Linked DNA regions of Danio rerio: region 2 is linked to region 1. A link is a contact called in public HiCAR-type data. All regions are on one chromosome and are shown on one strand. Each heading gives the region's core, a stretch centred on a gene start, on an enhancer-like site or on the middle of the called end of the contact. The rest is flanking DNA. Distances are from core to core; before and after follow the strand shown. Region 1 overlaps magi3a (membrane associated guanylate kinase, WW and PDZ domain containing 3a). Region 2 holds the start of magi3a (membrane associated guanylate kinase, WW and PDZ domain containing 3a).

What was found. HiCAR-type assays count read pairs that join an accessible place to other places.
Region 2: a HiCAR-type map of caudal fin shows a contact between it and region 1, with 6 times the contacts expected there. The contact joins the promoter of magi3a here to the enhancer-like site in region 1. A contact is called at or near these places in 5 of 18 Hi-C or Micro-C datasets (caudal fin, embryo, hematopoietic stem cells and 1 more) and 3 of 4 datasets of contacts at active chromatin or transcription factors (caudal fin, embryo and gastrula embryo).

What each region holds. Positions count from the first base shown.
Region 1 is chr23:29,234,218-29,238,181 of GRCz12tu, reverse strand. The region is part of intron 3 of magi3a (membrane associated guanylate kinase, WW and PDZ domain containing 3a); the gene reads left to right. Among named protein-coding and RNA genes, the nearest start is that of rsbn1, 98 kb to the right of the region's middle. Within about 2 kb of position 2,416, at least 28 of the 62 cell types and tissues checked have an H3K27ac peak or open chromatin away from gene starts, as enhancers often do. A contact at or near this core is called in caudal fin, where this site is marked.
Region 2 is chr23:29,405,555-29,409,227 of GRCz12tu, reverse strand. magi3a (membrane associated guanylate kinase, WW and PDZ domain containing 3a) reads left to right here and starts at 1,626. Exons shown (of 21, transcript NM_001365194.1): 1 at 1,626-2,722. The coding sequence starts at 2,416.

The sequences.
Region 1 (3,964 bases), core at 1,167-3,666:
CAAAGAATTGAGTCAAAACATTCATTTGTTTGTAAATCAGACAAAAGCACATTGTTATTTAAGTACTTATAATTACCACATACATCCTGCGCATTCCACTTAATGCAGCTTTTGTGTCGGACTGTTGTCACACTATATTTATAAATAAAATAACTTTAACCAATTAAATTGTGTGTCATATTAGTGTAAATATATGCAAATTATTCATAAAAAAGACAATTGTACTAGATTTTATCCAGATTTGATATAGCCAAATCTGTTTCTGTAATAGTTCAATCACAGTGAGTTCATGCATCTAGCTTATTAGTTTATAGCTATGTTCTACTGCAACATGCTATATCAGTTAGCATCGGATTATAAATCGACTTAATTTTTATGAAAATGATGGCTGAAAGAACACATATAGACCATTTATTCTCTCAGTCGTGTAAATGGTCAGTTAAAGCTTTTTTATTTTTATTCAGATTTTATTTTCATTCATTCATCTACAGCAGGGGTCACCAAACGAGTTCCTGAAGGTCCGGTGCCCTTCAAGGTTTAGCTCTAAATTCCCTTAACACACCTGCCTGGGTGTTTCAAGTATACCTAGTAAGACCTTGATTAGTTTGTTCAGGTGTGTTTGATTAGAGTTGGAGCTAAAATCTGCAGGACACCGGACCACCGGACAAGTTTGGTAATCCCTAATCTACAGCAATAGCTGGATGCCTTCATCCATGCTAGGGATTTCCTGAGATGTTCTGCTACTTTTGTGAGGCATAAATGGAATTTCTGCTCAAGAGCAGCCAGTATGAATGAAACAAGCATTACATGCATTTAAAGTGCCACAATATCCACATCACATTATTTTGAGAGAAAACAAAACAAAAAAAATCTCCCTCTAAAGAAATTTGAAGTAAACCCCTGTTTTTAGCATATAAATCATTATTTTACATTTATTTATTCATTTATTTACTATTTTTGTTACAATTTTTATTATATCAAAATAAGCAGCCTATTGAATATCAATATTTTGCAAGGTGTCTTCGGGGCTAAGCCCCTTATGCCTTTCTACCGTAGCAGCGCCCCAGAAGAATCGTTTGTTCATGATTTAGTCTACACCGATTTGATTCACTCTTATGAAGTGGCTCAGAAGTCATTTTTCAATCAAATTATACACTGAGCAAGGCTCAACAATAAGGACTGCCCGATGGCCCGGGGCCAGCTTGAGAGACGCTCGGGACAGTAGACAAGATCGTTACTGGCCCGATTGGGCCACTGCTGCCATGTCACTAAAGTTTAATTTGCCTGCAACAGTTTGCAAATTTTGTAGAATTGAGAAACAGTTTGTGCTTTTAAGCCTTTAAATGCTCCCTTCTCTGTGATGTTGTAAACACCATATTGCTTTTCAGTTCCTCTTATCTGATTGGATGTTGTGAGCACGCTATTTTTGTCTGTAAGTTGGCAACAACCAGTGCATCGAAGTGACAGAAACATGGCAGCAACATCAAATTATGAGGCTAATGTCTAGGAAGCAAACATTTATGTGGGTACAACATGTTGGAAAAAAGTTTGTCGTCAGTTTGGCAAAGCAGCCACCTTTTGTTAAATCATTAAGAACTGCAATAAAATACTTTTCCATACTGCACTTTTTGTTTCCATAACACTTTGAATTAATTATTAATTAATACATTAAAACACATTAAACACAATAACTTCTAAATTCACAGATGTTGTTTTTGACGCATTATTTAAAATATGTGGCTAAGAAATAGCTATTAACTTTTTTTGTTTTTTTGGTGGGACCAGAAAAATTTTGACAGGGCAAGTAAAAATCTGAACCACTGGCCCAAATCCTTAGCGTTAAACCCTGCTGAGTGTTCTAAAGTAGCAAGTTATACTAAGATTGAGACTGCCATTCATATGCATTTGACTGTGGGAGATAGGTAACAAGCTTTTTGGATTTTGAATGTCAAGTTAGGATTATATTTCCATGCAAAATTATATCTCATTGGAATTTAAGTTGCAATGTGGTTAATGTGGTGTTGCTGTAAAATAGTCAATTACAAATTTTACATTGCGCTTTGTTTTACATGTAGAACTGTGTATGTCTTGAGAAAATTCACCTCAAGTGTAATGTGTTATTTCAACCACAGGTGGAGTCTGCACCCACAGGGCCGAGTGTGTAACTTGACACTCAACCCATGGCCTGCTGGGATATCACTGTTGGATAATGGGGCCTGTTATTTCTACGCAAAACAGCATAGCTGTGATCTTTAAAGCCCTTATTTTGAACTTTGCCGCTTTATATACTTGTTTTTCCAGTCACATAGCTTGTGAAATCAGGAGAGGACACTCAGCAGAATTGTTTTGAGTAAGCAGGTTTCTTTTATGCATGGCCTAGTGCCTGTTGATAGAGATGATAACGGCTGTTGACAGTGCACACTTCTGTTAAGGTACTGTCCATCTGTGAAGTCCACAGCAAGTCAACCACAGCACAGATTGGACCATGATTATTATGGAGCAGCAATAACGTTTTTTTTTTTTTTTTTTTTTTTTCATTAGAAACCACGAGGTCCAAAAATATATTGAACAACTGTCATTCGGAATTTAATTTTAACCTGAAATATGCAAGAATTTAGATACATTTGCATGTTAAATATCAATGAAAAAATCGTACATACATTTAAACACATTTTACCAGTTTATTTGATCATAAAATTCAGCCTTATCTAACAAGAAAACGGAATTATTTTGTAAGATTGTAAGATTATTGTAAGAAGTTAGATTGTGTTAGAAACAGTGATATTAAGTGTTTTTTTTATGATATGTAATTTAACCTTTTGATAAATATAAATATGTTTTTTGCCATGTGTGGAGTGATAACAGGACACATCACCTTTAATATTTTTTTCAGTTTGTTTGTTTGTTTGTTTGTTTGTTTGTTTGTTTGTTTGTTTGTTTTTGTTCATGGTTTACTTGTGGCACTATTGGTTGGAGGTTTGGGGTTTAATTGCATTTTAGATTTCACTGAGATATACATTGGGATAGAAATACAAATTCACCAGTTGAAATAACTAGCTCTATTTGGAAAGTCATTAATTAAGATATATTGATTGGGACGATTTTGTAAGGTAGTTAAACATGAATATATCTTATGTCATTTATTTTATACATTTTACATATGATAAACAAACTGCAGTTCTAGAGAGCAAAATGTTAAAGTGAAAAAAATATTGCTTCATGGTGTTCTGGAGAGAGCCTGACAGCATTCATGTGCAGAAATTGAATAGTAGTAGTAAACTTTATTGTCCTTGACAGGAAATTTGTTATGGGCAACACCATATTGCTGCAGACATTCTATAAAACAAACAATACAAAATATAGAAGTTACAATAATTACAATTATTGATAAACTCTTGTTAAAAAAGCCACTGAAATTGATACAAAGGATTTTTTTATTAGTTTACCCTACACTAAGGGACTCTATATATCTACCGAAGGGAAGCAGTTCATAATGTGGGGGGGGGGGAAATGAGTTACATCATTCAGCATCCTTTCCACCTGATTAAGGACACAATTCTCATATAAAACTTGAGGATTAAAATATTCATCGTGCCCAACAATTTTCCATCCTGTGTTTAAGAGATGCATCAACTTAGATTTATACTGTACAGATGTAGGCGAGTATATTTAGTGATGCTAGATCTGTGCTGTACAGCATGTTGCATTTAACTTGTAAAAATTGAATAAATTTAAGAGGTAAAGCCACACAGAGAGTCTTCAGCTAGAATGTGTAAAAAATAAATGGTTTCTTCAAGTAGAAACAACATAATTCTAAAAAAAAACTTGCATAATACAAAACATTTTCTAAAATATATAGTAAAAATTTAGTTTAGGTCACAATTCACTGTATCAACAAACCATTTACTAACACTACTGGCTTAATAAACTAAGTAGCTGTTTATTAATAGTTAGTAAGGTAGAA
Region 2 (3,673 bases), core at 377-2,876, 170 kb before region 1:
TATTATTCAACATCAGACCAAGAAGTTTTTCACAGTTCTGTTTTAACACTTGATGTGAAGAACGTTATGCAGTTCTATATTACTTTGCAAAACAAAATGGCATGTTGTTTTTGTAAAGTACATAATACATGCATTAAAATCATGTTGTTCATGTATATAAATGCATGTAACAGGAGCAAATTTATACGTCCCATATTGAAATGTATAAATGTGTAAAGGATTTTCCTTTTGTTTTGTATGCAACAGACACAAATTACTTCATAATAATAGTCCAATATATTCTGCAGTTATTAATTTAATTTCACATTTTGGGGGTTCAACCAGGGCTAAACAATACAGAACCCCCAAACTATTGTACTCCATATAGATATGCTTATAATGAAACAATTATAAATTATAAATAATTCTGGTTCGAGTCCCAGCTGGGTCTGTTGGCTTTTCTTTGTGGAGTTTGCATGTTCTCCCCGAGTTCGTGTGGGTTTCCTCCTGGTGCTCCGGTTTACCCCACAAGTCCAAAACATGTGGTACAGTTGAATTGGGTAAGCTAAATTTGTCCATAGTGTATGAGAGTGAATGAGTGTGTTTCTCAGTGATGGGTTGCAGCTGGAAGGGCATCCACTGCTTAAAAACATATGCATGGATACAATGTGGGTTCATTCCGCTATGGTGACCCCAAATTAATAAAGAGATTAAGCCGAAAAGAATCATGAATGAATGAATGAATGAATGAATGAATGAATGATTGATTTAAGTTTTTTTATTATTATGATTTTTTCATTTTTCAATAGTACTTTGTTATTGACTCTTTACTTTGTTTTTTATTAAAACTTTACCCTTTTTCTTTTTGTCATTATTTTTCCTCCTGTTAATGTTAGAAGGGTGTGAGGGTATTTTGATTTTCTTTAATAGATGATTTAGTTCCTTTCTATCAGTTAGAGAACTTTTTATTTGTTGATTTGGCTTGAACTCCCTCTTGAAGCTTGCTTTATTCAAATTGCATTGTGAAGTGTTTGGGTTTTGGTAATTTTTCGTTTGTTTAGTCTTTTGGGAGGTTGCTCATGGGACATTATTACTGACACACACACACGCACACACACACACAAACAAACAAACTTCACTAACTATTTTGACTACTATTATGTTGTGTACCTGTGTTCCCCTAGACAGAATTAAGGGTATGTAACAGTTATTAAAAATACTTACATTTACCTTTTATGATTTATGATAGTATTTGAATTATAGGTATTTGTCATGCCAGTGTTTCGCAACTATATTCCTAAGGGACCATCCGACCTGCATTTTTTGGATGTCTTCTTGTCTGTCACAACCATGACAGGTCTTTTGGTCTCTGCTGATGAGCTAATGATCTAAATCAGGTGTGTTTGGTAAGGAGGTATGGAAAATGTGCAGAGCTAGTGATCCTCCAGGAACGTGGTTGAGAAACACTGTGGTATGCGATTTCATTTAAAGTACTTAATTTTCCTCAACAGAGTTGCCATGTCCTTTCAGCTCTAAGCATAGCAGAGGCGCTTTTATGTTTGGCATTGTGAAATAGTGCGGTAAAGCCCGCCCCCTCGCTCTGATTGGCCGCCGTGCTTTCGTCCACTCTGCATTGGTGTCGGTGTGCGCCACTGACAGACGCTGCTCTGGTTTGGCGCAAGTAATAAGCTGAAAAAAAGACTACAAAGTTGCAAAGCTGCACCTACAATTAATGACCGACGGGCACTGACAGCTCCACACAACAACAACAGCCCACACGAGAGGGCGTTTCTACTAGAATCAAAGGTCGTCTGACGCTGGACCTAGCAATTCGTGCATTCCCGATCCAGGTATACATTGTTGCTCCTCGTCGTTTCCCGTGAACGCGCCGGTAGCTGATGTCATTGGAACAGGTGCGCGAAACCAAGTTAACAACAGTCGCCCTAGATCGCGAGGGATTACACGCGGATCTGAGTGTTTTTCTACGGCGTTTCATTCATCAGCCGGTATTACCGAGCGATTTGAGGAGGCTAGATTATTTTTATGCGCCTGGATGAAGTAGGCTGTCCTGCCTCGGTGGTAGTTTATTGCCATTTCCGTGTCTTTTGCTCCTAGAAAGCGTTTGTTTGGATCGTGCGAGGACATTTGGCGACACACTTCTTGGTGAGCTCTGAAGACTAGCGTAGATTTTAAGGCAATGATCTATTTTACCTTCGCGTGAGCTTGTGCCTCAGTTCTGATGAATTTCGTGCGTTTTGACTGAACCATACTGGGAGTACAACCGAGCGATGTCAATTGTGAAGTTTTAGGACCTTTTTTTTACCTTTACATCAAGACATGGGAATGAAGCCGCTGTGCTTTTTAGCACTCTAAACGCGCTTGCATAAGGAAATAACCAGTTTGTTTTGAGAGACTCGTGTACGAAAGGGATTAATCATGTCCAAGACGCTGAAGAAGAAGAAACACTGGTCCAGCAAAGTGCAGGAATGTGCTGTTTCGTGGGGTAATGCAGAGGAGCTCTGCGCCGTGTTGGAGATACGCGGAGGAGCCGAGCACGGAGAGTTCCCGCACCTGGGACAGGTGTTGTCGGACGCGCTAGTGTGCCATGTCGGCAGGCTGCCTGGTCCAGGAGATGTGCTTCTGGAGGTGAACGGCACGCCTGTCAGCGGACTGACAAACCGAGACACCCTCGCCGTCATCCGCCACTTTCGCGAACCCCTCCGTCTGAAGACTGTCAAGCCAGGTTAGTTTGTCTGTTTGCTAATTAAAGCCTGAGTTATCTGTTTGTGACGCTACAATTACACACAAGTTTCTTTTTAAAACTCAAATAAATGCTAGTTTATGCATTTTAAAACTAGCATTTATAAGCAAATAATCTACCACTTTACGTTTCATTTTTGTATGTTTGAAAGTGGGTTAGCATCGCTTTTAGCAGAGCTTGTGCTCAATGTTACAATGTGTTGTTTAGCAACAGACAACCAATCACGAACTGACCCAGTGCCTGCCTTGTGAAAGCTTAAATTGCATTAAACAAAATAAAGATCCTATAAAAGATTTATATCATTTAACATCCATAGAGCCTATATATTCAACAGAATGTTCTTAAAATTCTTTGAAAAGAACATTTTTAATTATTTAGAGTAGCCTAAACAAAATGTATCACAAAAGTACTATACCTTTATATACAGGCCTATACATTCTGCTATACTATATTAGAAAACATATGTGCAGTTTTATTGTATACTGCAAACTGGCACTATTTTTTTCTATTTATAGCTGCTTTATATACTGGGTTTGTTTCAGATACTTTTTTTTACATCATTAACCTATTCCTGCTTATTAAAGTGAGTCTGTTTTGAATCATGCACTGTTACGAAGTGCTATATAAACTATTGTCACTTGTCTAGAATAGTGAGGATCTGAATGGCAAAAATTCCCACGCATAGATAAGCGGTTTAATGATTATCCAAGCAGTGTTATCATCTTCATGAATATGCTAATTTGTAGTTTACAAATGTACATTGTGTAAAATGGAGCAGGACAACATTTCAGGTAAATAATGTTAGTTAAGCATATATCTCTGGGTTTTGAGGCAGCCTGTATAAACCTCATATTCTATTACCAGCATTTGCTTATAATTACATAGTTGGCATTTTGATTAAATGGGACTCTCAAGGAAAAAGTGGATTTTAAC